Regions from separate parts of the Callithrix jacchus genome. Here all the other regions are linked to region 2. The links are chromatin contacts, called in public Hi-C maps. All regions are on one chromosome and are shown on one strand. Each heading gives the region's core, a stretch centred on a gene start, on an enhancer-like site or on the middle of the called end of the contact. The rest is flanking DNA. Distances are from core to core; before and after follow the strand shown.

Evidence for each region. Hi-C and Micro-C count contacts between places; a contact is called where the count stands out from the background.
Region 1: a Hi-C map of skeletal muscle shows a contact between it and region 2, with 4 times the contacts expected there. The contact joins two enhancer-like sites. A contact is called at or near these places in 3 of 3 Hi-C or Micro-C datasets (induced pluripotent stem cells and skeletal muscle).
Region 3: a Hi-C map of induced pluripotent stem cells shows a contact between it and region 2, with 2.7 times the contacts expected there. The contact joins two enhancer-like sites. A contact is called at or near these places in 3 of 3 Hi-C or Micro-C datasets (induced pluripotent stem cells and skeletal muscle).

The regions. Positions count from the first base shown.
Region 1 is chr7:64,086,065-64,089,851 of calJac240_pri, forward strand. It overlaps WASF2 (WASP family member 2), which reads right to left. Exons shown (of 10, transcript XM_078330844.1): 4 at 2,227-2,361; 5 at 1,543-1,696. Among named protein-coding and RNA genes, the nearest start is that of GPR3, 26 kb to the left of the region's middle. Within about 2 kb of position 1,952, at least 11 of the 16 cell types and tissues checked have an H3K27ac peak or open chromatin away from gene starts, as enhancers often do. A contact at or near this core is called in skeletal muscle, where this site is marked.
Region 2 is chr7:64,211,186-64,215,085 of calJac240_pri, forward strand. The region is part of intron 6 of AHDC1 (AT-hook DNA binding motif containing 1); the gene reads right to left. Among named protein-coding and RNA genes, the nearest start is that of WASF2, 55 kb to the left of the region's middle. Within about 2 kb of position 2,071, at least 3 of the 16 cell types and tissues checked have an H3K27ac peak or open chromatin away from gene starts, as enhancers often do. A contact at or near this core is called in skeletal muscle, where this site is marked.
Region 3 is chr7:64,334,776-64,338,587 of calJac240_pri, forward strand. No RefSeq gene overlaps it. Among named protein-coding and RNA genes, the nearest start is that of IFI6, 8.8 kb to the right of the region's middle. Within about 2 kb of position 1,321, at least 5 of the 16 cell types and tissues checked have an H3K27ac peak or open chromatin away from gene starts, as enhancers often do.

The sequences.
Region 1 (3,787 bases), core at 702-3,201, 130 kb before region 2:
CTGAGACAGAGTCTCACCTGTCGCCCAGGCTGGAGCACAGTGGCGTGATCTCGGCTCACTGTAACCTCCGCCTCCCAGATTCAAGCGATTCTCCTGCTTCAGCCTCCTGAGTATCTGGAACTACAGGCATGTGCCACCACACCCAGCTAATTTTTGTATTTTTAGTAGCAACAAGGTTTCATCATATTGGTCAGGCTGGTCTCAAACTCCTGACCTTATGATCTACCCGCCTTGGCCTCCCAAAGTGCTGGGATTACAGGCGTGAGCCACCGTGCCTGGCCACATTAATGATTTCTATATTAAATCTTCTTCTGAATTAGATATACACCAGTTATTTCTGTTAGGCCAAGTTCAGATAATTGAGAGGCCATGCTAATTCTGATACTGTATGTTAAAAAGAAAAATACCACTAACTGAAGAAAAAAATTCTATTAATATCATCTGTTTATCCAATCCTATCACAAACCCTATGTCACACTCCCTACAATATTACTAGCTGTATGACCCCTTTTTGCCCCACAACCCCTCTGCCCAAACCCAACTAGACTCAGTAATGGAGGATGCAGAGTCAAATCTCTGTCCTGCTATGCTGGTCTCTTTGAAAGCCAAGGGCAAAACATAATTTTACACAGTAAAATGAAGGACAGATGCCATGTACTTTATATCTGTGTGAGAAGGTTCCCTGAATCAGACTGGTGTTCTTGAATTTCACATGGGGATGCGCAAGTGCACGTGTGTGCGCTCTCTCTCTCTCTACCTTGTAGTGTACACATGTCTGACAGAAGACATCCGCCTCCAGCTATCTGTAATTACTTTTTACCTGCTCCAAAGATACGTATGGATGTAAGCAAGATAAATATTCGCCTTCTGCCCCTCTTCAGTGGTTTTTTGCAGGACCGCAAAACTACCAAACCACTAGAGAGGGGCTTTAAGTTGTCTATAAGGCTACCTTGTTTTTCAAGTCCAGCCACAGCAGGGTAGGTCCTTTCAGAAGGAAATGTCTAAAGGATGTTCAAAACAAAGTGAACAATGCTCATTTGGAAGAATGCCAATTACTCCTTAAGCTTTGGAAAGACCCCTCTGGGCCCAGAGCAGCCAGTCCAAGAGGCTTGCCCCACTAACACGCCCAAACATCTGGTAATCTGGTGGTTTCCAAGTAAGTGGGAGCCTTGCTAGAATGTTGCCCCTGGGATCCATGCTGTAGGACTGCCTTGTAACAAAGTCCTTTTGGTTCTATAATAACTAAATTCCTTGGATGGAATCCAAGATGGACTTGGCTTATATGAAATTAAACTTTGTAGCATGCAATGTTACAGTAAACTTTCAATATATATTATACTCACTATGCATTTCAGAAACCAAACAATAATAACTGACAAGTGTCTATGGGGTAAATTTTAGTTTCTGCCATCACAGCCAACATGGGGGTAGGCAGTATGCTTTTAAATACAAGCCTCTGATGTAAACAACCACTTCAGATAAAAAGACAATCTAGTGTTATTAACCACAGGTTGAAAAAGGGAGGAGCTAGCCAGCCATTACCTGTAAGGGGTAAGATTGTTGAGAGGGGGAGGAGTATCACAGGTATTGTATGTTTCTAAGACAGGCACTGGGAGAGAGTTTCTGTCAAAAAGTTTCTGATCTTGAATGGTGGAGCTTCTGAAGGCCTTTCGGGTGTTGATTCCTTGTAGTGACACTGAGAGAAGATGGAAGGCATTAGAAAATGGACGACAGGCTATTTGAGCAAACACTGAGTCACACCAGTCAGAGAGGCCTCAGCTGCTGCATTTCTTGGCTGCAGCTGTCTGCAGCCAGGCTTTTTTTTTTTTTTCCCTCCTGCTCGGGGAAGCCCCACAAGGCTGTCAGCAGCCCAGTCATTTCACGACTGAACAAAATGAGGCAACACAAAGGTTTACTATGTGGCCAGATCTAGCAGGCCTCTCCTTAGGAGGAATGAATCTTCCAAGTACTTTTATGGTAGCAGAATACGATTGAGGGAGGGGAAATCTGAGAAAGAAGGAATTGGGGAAATGGGAGAAAGGAATATGTGGGGGTGTGGTAGAGCTAGAAGGTTTCTTCCCACCACTCAGGCTTGTGTCATTTCAAAGCAGAACTCTATAGGTCTCTGTGATTTCTCTCCTCACTTTTTTTTTTTTAATAAATCAGGGAAAAAATTCTACAAAACTGTTCAGCAGAGCCTGCAAATGCTGAGCTCAGCTTTCATACCTTCTTCTTCCTTGGGATCCAGCTGAGTGACTTTAACTTGTAGTCGGTCAACCCTCTCAGCAAGGGAGCTTACCCGAGAGGCAAAGGTATTTGCCTGGGTAAAAAGCTCTCCAAAAATGTCCTCTGCATATTTACCTGGGAAGAGCAAAGAAACAAGTCACTAGTGCATAGAAGTAACATAAATGGTCAGAAAAACTGGCTACTAAAGATAGTATTCCCTAACTCCCAAACACATATATACATTCATACACACATACCCTAAGACGGTTTGGGCTATATGCAGATGACTGCTCTTGGAGACAGAGAAATACTCTTCATAGTTTAGGAAGTCTGCATATGCTCTATAAGTAATGGAGCGTTCTTGACAGACTGTGAACAGTCATGAAACTCAAAACAGGCCGAATAAAACTGAAAGGTCTAATGCAAAAAATTAAGCCTGGAAGAACAGATAATATTTCTACACATTTCCAGCCTGGGCAACATAATAAAGCCCCATCTCTACTAAAAATACAAAAATTAGGCAGGCGTGGTGGCAGGAGCCTATAATCCCAGCTACTAGGGAGGCTGAGGCAGGAGAATCGCTTGAACCTGGGAGGTGGAGGTTGCAGTGAGTCAAGATCCAGCCACTGCACTCCAGCCTGGGTGACAGAGTGAAACTCAAAAACAAAAACAAAACAAAACAAAAAAACTACACATTTGCCTATAGCCTTTAGCCTCTTGCTGTTCTGTAAAAGCACCTTATAAAATGGTTCTGTAAAACAGACTAGGAGTTCAGAGGACGTTCTAGGTATCTAAAATTAACATGAAAAATAAGAAATTAGTTCCTGAATGGAGCCTGAAAAGTATAGTGAACAACCATGATTCGCTGTGGTATCTTTGAGGGGTCCTGAGCTTATCAGAGATGCGCAACTTCTAAGAGGTGGAAAGATTACTTTATGTTTTATAACCTATAACTTTCTTTTCTTTTTTCTATTTTTCTTTTTGGAGACAGTTCCTCTGTGGCCTAGGCTGGAGTACAGTGGTGTGATCTTGGCTCACTGCAACCTCTGCCTCCTGGGCTCAAGAGATTCTCACATATCAGCCTCGTGAGTAGCTGGGATTACAGGTGTGCAACACCATGCCAGGCTAATTTTTGTATTTTTGGTAGAGACAGGGATTTGCCAGGTTGCTCACTTGTCTCAAACTCTTGCCTCAAGTGATCCACCCACCTTGGCCTCTCAAAGTGCTGAGATTACAGGAGTTGAGCCACCACGCCCGGGCTGTAATCTACAACTTTTAAAGTCTTTTCTCTAGGTTACAATCCTTCAAATCTATATCTCAGAAACAAAGTGAAAAGCTGAAACTTCCAAGCCCTCTATGAAAAACAACATACCAGTGGTCTCTTTCCACAATGTCTTGATTTTTAGAAAAAGAAAAGTTCCATACTTTCAACCCTGGAATGCAAGGAGAATTTGCAGCCAAAGAAACATAACAGCAATTTGACACTACCTCTATATTGTCATTCCAAGCCACAGGCACATTCTTACTAGGAATGAAAAGTGGTGCATACAAATAAATATAC
Region 2 (3,900 bases), core at 821-3,320:
CCCGAGGTCAAGTGATTGAGACCATCCTGGAGAACATGGTGAAACCCCGTCTCTACTAAAAATGCAAAATATTAGCCGGATGTGGTGGCACATACTTGTAGTACCAGCTCCTTGGGAGGCTGAGGCAGGAGAACTGCTTGAACCCAGGGGGCGGAGCTTGCAGTGAGCCAAGATCGCGCCACTGTACTCTAGCCTAGGTGACAGAGCAAGACTACGTCTCAAAAAAAAAAAAAAATTAGACAGGCATGGTGGCATATGCTTGTAGTCCCAGCTATTTGGGAGGCTGAGGCATGAGAATCATTTGAACCCAGGAGATGGAAGTTACAGTGAGCCGAGATCGCACCACTGAACTCTAGCCTGGGTGACAAGAGCAAGACTCTATCTCAAAAAAAAAAAAAAAAAATCTTCCTATTCTACATCTAGTTCTTTGACTCAAGTTTAAAAAAACCAGAAAACCTGAAATGTCCCAGGCATGATGAGACACTGGGTGGGGGAGAGAAGGACAGTGCCCAGAGATGAATAATCGCCCTAAAGGAGCTGATGGTGTGGAGAGGAGGGCATTCCCAGGAAGGGCCGTCAGGAATGCAGAAAGGGTTAGAGATTAATTGGGCCTGAGAAAGATCCTGGAACCCTTCTTGGAGGAAGTGATGTCTGAGTGAAAGATAGGAACTGACAGGTGGGAGATGGGGTAGGAAAGGACCACCCAGGCCAGGAACAGCAAGAGCATGGGGCACGTTTGGGAGCCAGCCCTCCCAGAGCTCCCTCCTGCTTCCACGCATGCTCCCAGCTAATAAGGGTGTGTGTGTAAGGTGGGGCTAAAAAAAAAAAAGGTTGGATGCCAGGAAGGAAGCCTGGAATACCTTGAATTCTGTGCTGGGAAGTTGGGCCTTTATTTTGTAGGCAAGGAACGAGGCTGGAGAGGGAAGGATGCAGTCAGAAGGTGTAGAGCAATGGAGTTACAGGAGCAGATGTGTTTTAATCAATTCATTCAATAAATATTTTAGGGACACCAGACACCATGCATCTAAAAATGCTCAAAAAAACAAGCACTTTGGTGGCCATAATGGGGAGAACGAACTAGGGGGCTGGAGGTGGGGTGCATGCCTGGAGCAGGGAGGGGGTTGGGCCAGAGACCCTGGTGGCTGAGCTAGAGCTAAAGCCTCTGAAGTCTCAAATTTGTCAAGACCCATTTCCTGCCTCCAGGAAACTCCTGCTGCCTGCCCTGCTCACACGGTTTTAGTGGGTGGTTCCTGATCCTTCTCCTGGGAGTTTCCCAGGCCCTGCTCTAAGAGCAATGCCCATGTGGAGGTTTTTTTTTTTTTAATTATTTATTTATGTATTTATTTATTTTGAGACGGAGTCTTGTTCTGTCACCCAGGCTGGAATGCAGTGGCGTGATCTTGGTTCACTGCAACCTCCGGCTCCCAGGTTCCATCTATCCTCCTGCCTCAGCTTCCCGAGTAGCTGGGACTACAGGTGCACGCCACCGCACCTGGCTATCTTCTGTGTTTTTAGTAGAGACGGAAACTCCTGGCCTCAAGTGATCCACCTGCCTCAGCCTTCCAAAGTGCTGGGATTACAGGCATTGGCCACCAAGTCTGGCCCATGTGGAGATTTTAAATAAACACCTGTAAAAGGCTGCAGGCCCTGTGAGGCCCTGCAGGGGACTGCCTGTCTTGCTCAGTGACACCCTCAGCACTGGAAATAATGCCTGGCCCCGAGCACGTCACTAGCTCATATGTGTGAACACAGAATTCACCTACTTCCCCCAGCCTTCCAGCACAAACACAGGGCACTATGGGAGCAAAGGTTATGCTGACAAAGATGGCACAACTGCTAGGGGACAAATCATGACATATTACAGTCACAAGAAAATGTTTCATATTATTTGCAGTAGGGGAGAGGATTGGTGGGCATGACTGTGATGACAAGGTGTCTAGCTATGCTGGGTCATTTTGTCCTTGGGTCCCCCAGGAAGGACTCAGCCTAATTGCTAAAGCAAAGAACTAGGTGTTATAACAAAGCCTCCTCCAAGGACCCAAACCCACACTAGAATACAAGCTCCTTCCTAGGAGGGGTGCAGGTGAGGGAGGGCTGGCTGTGGTCCTGTAGGAAGGTCCAAGAGGCGAGGGTTAGAGGTGTGTGACTCACACAGGCTGGTCAGAGGCCCCGGAGTTCAGCCTGTGTAGGGTATTTACCTACCCATCACCAGCCATTGACTACGTGCTCACTGTGTGCCAGGGACCGGGCCAAGGGCTTCATGTGTAATCTCATTTAATTCTCACAAGAGACGCAGAGAGGTGACGTGACTCATCAGGTGACATGACTCACCAGGTCACCTAGCTGGTAAGGGATGGACTAGGTTGGAATAGATACACAGAGGCCTATCTATGTCCACAGACAGGCTCCCAGCCACCATCCTCCAGTTCCGTGGCCCTGCTCTGGGATGTGAGAAGATAAGAAAAAGGAGGGCAAGTCGGCATGGTCATGGAGAGATTATTTTCAGGAAATGAGGGCTCAGAACAAGGCCTGGCTTAAGCATGGCTGCAGGAACAGCCAGAGATAGGATCAGAGGGAGGATGGCCTCAGAGAGTGTGGGGAAGAACTTGTGCCCAGAAGAGTCAGGGCAGGACTAGCTGAGCCCCGACGTGAGGCCTCTTGCTCAGAGCCACAGGCAAGATCAAGTGACCTCTCAAGGTTTCAAGACACGAAGAGACAAAGCCCAGAGCAGCTGGGGCCTGGCCCAGGCCCGGGCATGTCTGCTGACCCTGGCTGGATGGTGGCCTTGGAAACTGCTTCCTGCTCCGGTCAGGCCCCAGCTGGCGTAACCTTGGAGGACCTGTGACATTTCTCTTGGCCTCAGGTCAGGCCTGAGAGGGATTAGGGAAGGGAGAGGGACTGGAGATTCCTGAACACCTTGGAGGGCCCTTTGTACCCTCCCACCCCTGTCCCCAGGGTCTGACAGGGTCGATCTTTAGCCCACAGGGCCCAATGTGGAGCCAGTCTGTCTGGCTCTACTTTCCATCTAGAGGCCCAGAGAAGATGTCTGCACAGGCCCAAGGCCCCTCCTTGCTTGACCTGTGCTGTCTTCTGTCCCATCAGCCACAGCTCTGAGATCAGTTGGGACCCACATTCCCCATTCTGTCTCCTCTGAGCTTTTATCTAATTCACATTGGGATGTGACCTGCCTTTGCCCACAGCTCCCTCTGCCTGGAATGCCCTTCCCCTGGTCTCCGTGTGTCCAAACCTTGCCTATTCTTTAAGGTCGAGCTCAAGTGCAGCTTCTTCCACAGAACCTCACAATCCATTTAAGATGTCAGACCCAGCAAGAGTTGTAGGGATTGTCCAATCCAACCTGTCCTTTTGCAGATGGGGAAATAGAGGTGTGGGGAGATGAGAGGCAGCCATATGGCAGAGTACCCAGGCTCAGGACGGACAGTACTGGGTGCTAATCCTGGCTCTATTGGCTAATGGATCCCCCTGGGCAAGGTTCATTCCTCAAGTCTCTCTAAGGTAGGACAGGGAAGGAGGCAGGGGGCTGTGGTTGGGAGACACACCCCACCTCGTAATCTGCTGTGAAGGATCAGTGAGGCGGTGTTACATAAAGGGCCCAGCACAAATGTCCCTTTTCTCATCAAGGGGGCAGAGGGCTGACTTCTGACCACAACACCCAGCTGCCCAGTGCAAATCTTTGTTTCTCACTGGCTCTGGGCACCTGCCACTCTCTACCAGGTGTTTTCAGGTTCTTTGTGTACCTGTTGGAACATAACAGGTACCAAATGGAGGCTGAACTGGAGGACAGGGGCCATGCCTGTCTCCCCAGTACCCAGCACTGGATGGACACACAGGGGCTCAAGTTGGGAAACTAAGGCCAATGACTGCTTTCCAGAGCCTGGCGTC
Region 3 (3,812 bases), core at 71-2,570, 120 kb after region 2:
CTGTGGTATTTCAGGAAGGAGGCCATTTTAAAATAGGTGGTCAGGGAGGGCTTCTCTGAGAAGGTGACATGTGAGTGAAGAACAAAGAGTGAAGGAGCCATCATTGAAAAGTTAGGGGGGAAAGCCTTTGGGAAGGTGTCTGGCCTAGGCACCTGCATACTTAGAGGTGCTTTTGACCCAAGTGTGAAAGATTGAAGGAGAAATGGGCTTAGTTTGGTGGGTTCTGAGGATGAGTGATCATGGCTGAGTGAAGACTCCTACCCCTTCTGCAGATGAGAACCTAGAGCTACTAAAACATGTGGTTCTCTGGTAGCTATGGGTGCTGGGAGGCAAACTCTACTGGTTAATCAAGGCAGGCGGATCCCCTGAGGGCAGGAGTTCACGACCAGCCTGGCCAACATGGCAAAACCCCATCTCTACTAAACATACAAAAATTAGCTGGGCATGGTGGTGTACGCCTGTAATCCCAGCTACTCAGGAGGCTGAGGCGGGAGACTTACTTGAACCCGGGAGGTGAAGGTTGCAGTGAGCTGAGATTGCGCCATTGCATTCCAGCCTAGGTGACAGAGCAAGACTCCATCTAACAAAAAACAAAAAAAAACCCAAAAAACTAGCCACTTGTGGTGGTCCTTGCTTGTGATCCCAAAGTGGGAGGCTGAGGTGGGAGGATCACTTGAGACCAGGTCAAGGCTGCAGACTGTAGTGAGCTGTGACTGCACCACTGCACTCCAGCCTGGGCGATAGAGCAAGGCCTTGTCTCAAAAAAAAAAAAAAAAAAAAAAAAAGCTCTTTTCTGGGGCCATGCCCACACAGATAATGAACCACTGGGCACCTGCCAGCTTCTGACTCCGCACTGGACGCTTCTCTGGGAACTGGTGCTTGGAGCTGGGAAATGGGGGCTGCATATTTGAGGCCAAGTACTTGGGGCTGGACTTGGGGCTGGACTTGGGTCTGGGTTCTGAGGCTGGTGACTGGGACTTGGATACTAGGGGTAGGTGCTTGGACTTGCTTTTTGGAATAACCAAGACTCCATTTCTTTACTGGCCTCTACAGATGAGCCTGCTCCCTGACCTGACTATCCTTTCTATGGCCTCACGGCACACAGCTTCACAAGTATGACCTTCCCTTGTCTCTGCTGCTGTTCCGTGGAGGCCCAGAATGAGGGAAAGAGAAGGCTGCTCTGGGCCTCTTCATGGGGACTTCCTGGGACCCCTTTTCCTCCCCCTAAGCCAGGAAGCCCATGCTCCCTCATCTTCCACTCCTCCTCCCAGCCATCTGCTTAAAGGAAGTGGCTCCCCTGTTCTTCACAGGAAGCTACAGGCGTCCGGCCTCAGTAGCCTCCAGCTACTGTTGCCCAAGCCCTTGGCTGGCCCCAACCCCTCTTTCCAGGCAGAATCTAGTGATGCCCAGTTCCCAGCATCCCCCTCTGCTGCCCAGCCAGGAAGTGCACGTTGCGGGTTCCTCTCATTAACTTTCATCCTTGTGACTCAGATCTGGTAGTGCAGGCAGTGAGCCTGGAGGTGAGACCTGACTGCAGAGAGTCCTGAGTGCTGGGCTCGGGAGTTTGGAGATCCCCAAATTGTAGGACTGAGGACTTGAAGGGGAGAGGAGGAGGTGGGCCCTACAGGGATTCTCTGATGGACCACTCTTGTGAGCTTCAGGAGCTCCTGCTGCTGAGCAAGGGCGAGGTCTATTCATTTCCGTCTCTAGTTACCCCGGTGGGGCCAGCCCTAGGCAGGGCTGTTGGTAATTGTGGAGCGCTCTAGGATGATGAAGGCTGATGGAATCCAAGATAGGACTGTACTGCCACCTGGTGGTCATACAGGCACATAGCACCATGAAATTGTGAGAGCCCCTGCCGTGGTTCAAGAGAATGGAGGGGCCTGGAAGGCCCTCAAAGAACAAGGAAATCTCTAAAGTACTTTATTTAAGAGCAAGACACTCTTAACTGGAGCACGTGAGAAGGACATTCTAGGTCTGGACGAGAGTCCAACCCCTTCCCTTCCCCATTTTACAGACTAGGAAACCGAGGTTCAGAGAAAAGTGATGAGGACATAGGACCTCTCCATTGGCAGTCAGAGATGGTATCTATTTTTGGACTCTTTTTTTTTTTGAGGCAGAGTCTTGCTCTGTCGCCCAGGCTGGAGTGCAGTGGCGCGATCTCGGCTCACTGCAACCTCCACCTCCTGGGTTCAAGCGATTCTCCTGCCTCCACCTCCCAGGTAGCTGGGACTTCAGGCACACGCCACCATGCTCAGCTAATTTTCATATTTTTAGTAGAGGCAGAGTGGAGACTAGCCCTGCTAGTTTCTAGTTACCCTCATTTCTGACCAAACATGGCATCTCCCCGCACTGTCACCCACTTTAGTCACCAAAGTTGGCACTACAGAGTGGCTTTTGGCTGCTTCCAAAAATAAAATTCATCCTCAGAAAGCCAGGATCTGACAGGGCTGAGAGGACTCAGAAGCATGTGCTTCAGGCTCAGCAGATGTTTTAGAGGAGGAAGCTCTGGAGACCATGATATCTAACACCCCCACCCCTAGTTTTGAAAACAAGGAAGCAGTCCGGGCATAGTGGCTCATGCCTGTAATCCCTGCACTTTGGGAGGCTGAGGTGGGCCAATCACTTGAGTTCAGGAGACCAGCCTGGCCAATAAGGTAAAACCCCGTCTCTACTAAAGATACAAAAAATTATCTGGGCATGGTGGCACACACCTATAATCTAGCTACTCGGCAGGCTGAGACAGGATAATTGCTTGAACCTGGGAGGCAGAGGTTGCAGTGAGCCGAGATCACACCACTGCCCTTCAGCCTGGGCAACAGAGCAAGATTCTTTGTCTCAAACAACAACAACAAACAACAAAAACCCAAAAAGCAAGAAGACTGGGACCTCAAGAGAGTACATAGCTTGTCTGAGGTGACTCATCCCTGAAACTGGGCCGAGATTCAGCTCTGTGCCTCTATGAAGGCCGTTGCCAGGGAGGCATTCAGTCCGGGTGCAGTGGCTCATGCCTGTAATCCCAGCACTTTGGGAGTGAAGCTCAGGTGGATTGTCTGAGGTCAGGTATTCAAAACCAACCTGGCCAACATGGTGAAACCCCTTCCCTACTAAAACTACAAAAATTAGCTGAGGGTGGTGGCAGGTGCCTGTAATACCAGCTACTTGAGAGGCTGAGGCAGGAGAATCACCTGAACCCGGAAGGCAGAGGCTGCAGTGAGCCAAGATTGTGCCACTGCACTCCAGCCTGGACAACAGAGTGAGACTCTGTCTCAAGAAAAAATAAATAAATAAATAAAAGCGCATTGAGCACCTCTCGCCTTGCAATGTTGAATTCTGGTGTGTGTTCACCCTTCTGCCGCAGGCTGTGGTTCCTGAAAGCTGGCAAAGGTGAGGATGAGTGAAAGGAGTTGGGGGTGGGGAGGTGGTGACAGGGAAGGAAAAGAGGTGGTTCCTAATGTGTGCACCGTGAGCCCCACGTAGGTAGAAACTGGGTCCCATCCTCTGTGGTAGCCTTAGCCCCTGCTGTCACTTGCAGAATGGAGGCAAGTAGTTATCCTGTGCAGGCTGGTCCCAAGGGATCCTAGGGAAGGCGGAGTCTCCCTGCAAAGAACTGGTCATTTCCAGTATCATTCAGCCCAAAGACTGCTGAGGCCTGAGATCTAAAATCCCAGAACAGAGCTGTCCACCTCTCTTGGCCTTGATGTTATCCAAGGGAATAAGTGGAGGGGGCTTCTTCTGAAGGCAGAGACCCTAATTTGGTGCCCAACTTTGGAAGAAAAGAAGAATAGGGCCTGTGAACCCAGAGAGTAAAC